Linked DNA regions of Zea mays: region 1 is linked to region 2. The links are chromatin contacts, called in public Hi-C maps. All regions are on one chromosome and are shown on one strand. Each heading gives the region's core, a stretch centred on a gene start, on an enhancer-like site or on the middle of the called end of the contact. The rest is flanking DNA. Distances are from core to core; before and after follow the strand shown. Region 1 holds the start of LOC103630849 (vacuolar protein 8). Region 2 holds the start of LOC100277985 (Pyridoxine/pyridoxamine 5'-phosphate oxidase 2).

What was found. Hi-C and Micro-C count contacts between places; a contact is called where the count stands out from the background.
Region 1: a contact with region 2 is called in a Hi-C map of tassel, with 2.7 times the contacts expected there. The contact joins the promoter of LOC103630849 here to the promoter of LOC100277985 in region 2. A contact is called at or near these places in 2 of 25 Hi-C or Micro-C datasets (ear and tassel).

Annotation. Positions count from the first base shown.
Region 1 is chr1:3,788,749-3,791,621 of Zm-B73-REFERENCE-NAM-5.0, forward strand. It overlaps LOC103630849 (vacuolar protein 8), which reads left to right and starts at 1,454. Exons shown (of 1, transcript XM_008651901.4): 1 at 1,454-2,873. The coding sequence starts at 1,897.
Region 2 is chr1:3,478,950-3,481,700 of Zm-B73-REFERENCE-NAM-5.0, forward strand. It overlaps LOC100277985 (Pyridoxine/pyridoxamine 5'-phosphate oxidase 2), which reads left to right and starts at 1,427. Exons shown (of 7, transcript NM_001151412.2): 1 at 1,427-1,634; 2 at 1,712-1,761; 3 at 1,863-1,920; 4 at 1,999-2,031; 5 at 2,127-2,222; 6 at 2,537-2,704. The coding sequence starts at 1,524.

The DNA.
Region 1 (2,873 bases), core at 204-2,703, 310 kb after region 2:
CTATGGCCTCCAGAGCGGTAGGAGGCTCGAGCCCGCCCGTCCCACCATCGTCACCTCCGTCACCGACTATATCGATTCCTATAAAGTTTATGCACAAATAAAGTCTATGTTTGGTTCTAGAGACATTAAAGTTTAGTCTATGTCGTATCGGATGTTTAAGTATCTATTGTGATTATTAAATATATTGTAATTATAAAACTAATTACTCGTATAAAACTAAACGATGAGACAATTTTATTAAATCTAATTAATTTATGATTACCAAATGTTTCATGTAGCATTAAATGAGCGAATCATGAACTAATTAGATTTAATAATTTGTTTTATAATTAAATTATATTTAATATTTCTAAATAGCATCCACACTAGGGATAGTCAGTGAAACGAACAGCGCCGTACGTTCCCGACGATGTGGCCCGGCAGCACAACGTCAATCATTAATTTGTTTTTGCTGCTGCTGAATTTTGGTCTTTTCTTGGAGCAGAATTTCTTTTGCTGCTGCAGAAGAAGGGCACGGTCAGGAGAGCACAGTGTACTTTGCTGCTGCAGAATTTTGGTAGTATTTTCTTGGAGTAGGGACGAGCAGAAGCGAAGAAGCTTAGGGGCTTGGGCGCCGCCCGTCTCGTCCCGAACCCACCTAGGGGCTTTGCCTTTGGAATTTGGATGCGCACGCCACGCGCACTCGAGCGAGCCGCCTGACCACCCAGAGACCCAGCCAAAATCGAACCAACCCCGATGCCGCTGGCGGCGGATTCGGGAATCGGAACCCGATGGCTGACAGGAGGGCCCCACGCACCACGCCGCCTTCCCCGACCCGCATGTGCGCGTCGCCCGCGCAGGACCAGTTGCCACGGCGCCCCAGCCCCACAGGCCACAGGCGCATTATTTTAGCCAGAGCCGCGGTGGGGCCACTGACGCGCGGGCCCCCATGGTACTCTGGCCGTTCATGATGGGGTCCGAGATCGGGAATGGGTTGACGCTAGCGACCCGCTCTCTCACTCGCTTCGCTTCTGTGTCTTGTGTCTGTATTGTGGTATTTTATTTGTAACAGAGGACGACACGTCACACGGTTAAACCACTTTTACGCCGTGCTTTCCTGCTTGCTCTGATAAAATCAATAGAAAATTGACAGAGGATCCCATCCCTAGCAGCGGCTGCGTCTCACTGTTGACAGTACCACGTAGAGCACCTGCCGCCAAATCTTGCTCCCGTCGCCAGCCAAGGTAAAGATCGCTCGCCCTGATCATGGCGTTGCCGCAGGGGCGAGGGCGATGTCCCAAACCCACCCGGGTTTTTTTTATTAAGTTAACCTCGCATGATTAATGCTTCATTAATAATAAAGAAACACGCCATGCACAAGAGGAACCGGAACGCAGACGTGGTTTGTGACGACAAGACCCCTCGTAAATCCTCCCCGTGCCGTCTTGGCACCGGCACCCCCGGACGGAATTGACATTCCACCCAACAGGGATCGAGATCGCCATGGAAATTGTTTCTAGGACGAAAGCCATGTAGGCTCATGGTTACCGGTATCTTTGCACGCTGCTGATGGCGAAATGCAACCACCACTATAGAGGAGGCTCCTGGTTGTTGTTCTTGACTGCTTGGATCGAGTAGAATAATAAAGACAGCAGGGGATGATTCCTTCCCCCTGCCGCTGCATGCTCGTTTCTTCTCTAGTGTTTGTTCCCTTGTTTCTTTTCCCAGTACTGCTCCTTTGTTCGCTTCCTATCCTTCCTCCTCCTCCCCGCCTCCCGAGTCCCGTCCCTCTGCGGATTTAGCTCCCACCCAGTGGCTCAGCTCAACTCGGACCACTGAGCTCTGACCACTAACTCAACCACTCCAGATCACGGCGGGCACTGGTGCAGCAATAGCAACCGGGTCCAAGTCCAAGAAATGAGCTCGCGGGGTCCCGACCCGGCGCCGCCCGGGGAGGAGCAGGAGACGGCGGAGGAGCTGCTGGAGCGCGTCCGGGGCATGGTGCCGGCGGCGGCGGCCGCAGCGCGGGCGGCGGGCGGGTTCCCGGGCCGGTGGAAGGCGATCGCCGCGAAGCTGGACGCGCTGCCGGCGTGCCTGTCCGACCTGTCCAGCCACCCTTGCTTCGCCAGGAACTCGCTGTGCCGGGAGCTGCTGCAGTCGGTGGCCGCCACGCTGGCCGACGCGGCCGAGCTCGCGGCGCGGTGCCGGGAGCCGCCGGCGGACGGGAAGCTGAGGGCGCAGAGCGCCGTCGACGCGCTCTCCGGGAGGCTCGACCTCGGCCTCCGGGACTGCGCGCTGCTCGTCAAGACCGGCGTCCTGTCGGACGCCGCCGGCCCGTCACCGCCGCCGGAGGAGGCGCCCGACGTCCGGGAGCTGCTCGCGCGGCTGCAGATCGGGCACGCCGAGGCCAGGGGCCGGGCCGTGGACGCGCTGCTGGACGCGCTGCGCAGGGACGAGCGGGGCGTGCTGGCGGCGCTCGGCCGCGCCAGCGTCGCCGCGCTGGTGCAGCTGCTCACGGCGTCGGCGCCCGCGGTCCGGGAGAAGGCCGCCACGGCCGTGTGCCAGGTCGCGGGGTCGGGCGCCGCCTCCGAGGCGCTGCTCGTGTCGGAGGGCGTCCTGCCGCCGCTCGTCAGGCTGGCGGAGTCCGGCAGCGCCGTGGGGCGCGAGAAGGCCGCGGCCACGCTGCACCGCCTGTCCGCGTCGCCCGACGTCGCGCGCGCGGTCGTCGGGCACGGCGGCGCCGGCCCGCTCGTCGAGATCTGCCGGACGGGGGACTCCGTCTCCCAGCCCGCCGCGGCCGGCGCGCTCAGGAACCTCTCGGCGGTGCCGGAGGTGCGCCAGGCACTGGCCGACGAAGGAGTCGTCCGCGTCATGGTCGGCCTGCTGGACCGCGG
Region 2 (2,751 bases), core at 177-2,676:
GCGTGATCCTCATTCAGAGACGCATGCGACGCGACAGTCATCAGTACACGCCCGGCACTCAACTCCTGCTGCACCAGAACTGAACTGATGATGGCCTGCCTGGCGGCGATGGCGTCCCCGTGCCACGAGGAATCTGGGAGAGGGAGAGGACCCATCGCCATGGCCATGGCCAGAGGTGCGTGATGGGCCGGTTCAACTTGCGTGTGCTTTCAGGCAGCCGTACGGGCCCGATTCCTTATCCTCCCCAGGTCGCATCGCCATGGGTGGCAGTGGCCTCCACTGTGCATCTGCAATCCACTGCGGAAAGAGAAGAGGAACTTGTTGCTCTACGCAGTACGCACTCGGTTTCCCTCTTTGGTCCCGTCCTGTGATGCTGATGTGTGCCACTGTTTGGGCGTACTTGATGCCACCATGCTCGACATGATAGGATATTTGCTGCGTGAATGCCATGCCCCGTCGGGCAGGTGGCCATGTCTGCTATGGGTATAGTATAGGAGCATGCGGTCCTTAGCTTTTGCGGGATTCCAGTTCCAGCAGTGCAACATCTGTTGCTTGTCTTGTTTCTGTCTCCCATTTAGATTTGCGGATACTTTAGGGAATCGTGATTCGAACAATATTTCATTAGAGAATGCCAAATCATACAAGATAGAAGCATTCAAGGCTCAAATGCAGCTACCATTCCCGAAACTTTTGTGTCTAATGACGATGCAAGCTGCCAAAGATGTAAGTAAGAGCGTTACTTGATTCTTCGCTCGAATTTTTTTTTACTTGTAAATTGTTCGATTAACAATGACCCAACAGAGAGGTGGCAAGTGAACAATCAAAAGCTAGGAAGACTGCGAAATGAAGTGTTTTTTTTTTGGAAAAGAAATATTTTGTTTTATCCTCAGATTGACAAAACGAGTTGGTACATAAACTTAGCCCTTAGAACAACATCCAAGAATTTGTCTAAGTGACAGAAACGAGTTGGTACATAAACTTAATATTTAAAATGTTTTGAGCGGGACATTCAACTTAGGTTGCCATTTACGTGGCCGACTAAAGATACCCTTCCCCGTATATTCATTTGGTAGGAAGGTTTTCAATACTACAGTTTTTGGAATTTGCAATTGCAGATCACATAAATATCATGGTTTCACTACTCGAGTTAAATCGTGGTGTTTTCTAAAACTGTATGTTGTTTGGCTGTCCGGTTCTATTAAAACTTTACGCCAGGGAGGAGAAGACGCTACCGAGCCAAAAACTTCCAAAACTCTAAAAATACTGCAGTTTTGAAGATACTATATCTATTTTTTAGTATTATTCTGACCAGAGAGTATTATTCTATATATCATGCGAGGTTAAGCTACCTGCTGCAGGCTTGAACCACTGGTCTGTGGCCCCACAGAGGTTGCCTATCACTGACGCGTGGCCCACATGGGAGTCTAGCGAATCGGGTCCGTTAATCTGCACCGGCCTCTCCCTCCCATCCGGCGTTGGCGAAGCCGCGCGTCGACGAGAGGGGCGGAGTCGGCGACGAGCAGATGGCCGGAGGCGGCCCCGCCGCGTCGGCGCTTTCAAGCCCCTGGAGGGCTCTGCTCCAGCGAGCGCTGGACGCCAACGCCCACCTCAGGCACTCCACCTACTTCCAACTCGTACGCTTCGATCGCCTGTTTGCCTTCCTCCGGATTGGGGGAAACGAGGTTTGCTCACGACTGCCCATTCGTTTCAGGCTACGGTGGGCGCCGCCGGCAGGCCGGCGAACCGCACCGTCGTGTTCAGGTATCCTGGAGCGCACGGTTCTGTGCCCGTTCCTCTCCATCTCTCTCCAGTTTGATTACCATTTACCAGTTTTGATTCTGACGCGGGGTTTACATTTTTAGGGGTTTTCAGGAACTCTGTGATAAGATTCAGATTAACACGGACGCCCGAACCAACAAGGTGGGGGTTGCTGTGCTCTGCGCCGATTGACATTTTTTTTTCTGCTCGCTGATACCATGTGTCATTTTGATTCAACAGATTGGTGAGATCAAGAGCTGCCCCTTTGGTGAGGTGTGCTGTGTAGAACACTAGAACTGCCACATGTACATCACTCAAGATGGCAAGTTGATTTAGCCCTGCCCCTGAACTTTTGTGTAACCCTGCAGATTTGTTGGTACTTCACAGATAGCTGGGAGCAATTCCGTATCAGTGGCAGCATAGATGTGATTGATGCTTCTACTACAGACCCTGCCAAGCTCCAGGTTAGACCTGAGAGCTGATTACTGCTGCATTTCACCTACGTGCTTTATAGAGTGCACTGGTCTGGTAACGCTTTGAGCACACAGCCAGGTGTTTGTTCTACTAGTTTAAATTAGTGTAGCTTTACTTCAAGTTCATACCTGGGTTTTGTTCGTTTATCAGGTTCAACCATATGTTTGTGTCACCTTATCAGCCTGTCAAAGCTTTTGTATATGCTGCTTAGAATAGCCCTATCGCTTATCTTGTTGTATTCTCATGTAATATATAGCTTTCTATTCAAATCTATGGTAAACAATGGTTGTCACTTCTTTCACAGCACAAGGAGAAAGCATGGTTTTCAAGTTCAGTGAAGTCGAGATCGCAGTACTTAGGACCACAGCCAGGCATTCCGGTTCTAGATGATGAGCATGTTAAGGACGTTCATCTCGATCCTTTAGCTGGCCCAGTAGATGCCTTTTGCCTTCTGGTTCTTGATCCGGAAAAGGTTAGGCAGCCTTTTTTTCACTTTCCTGTTGTTGCTCTCATGTATTG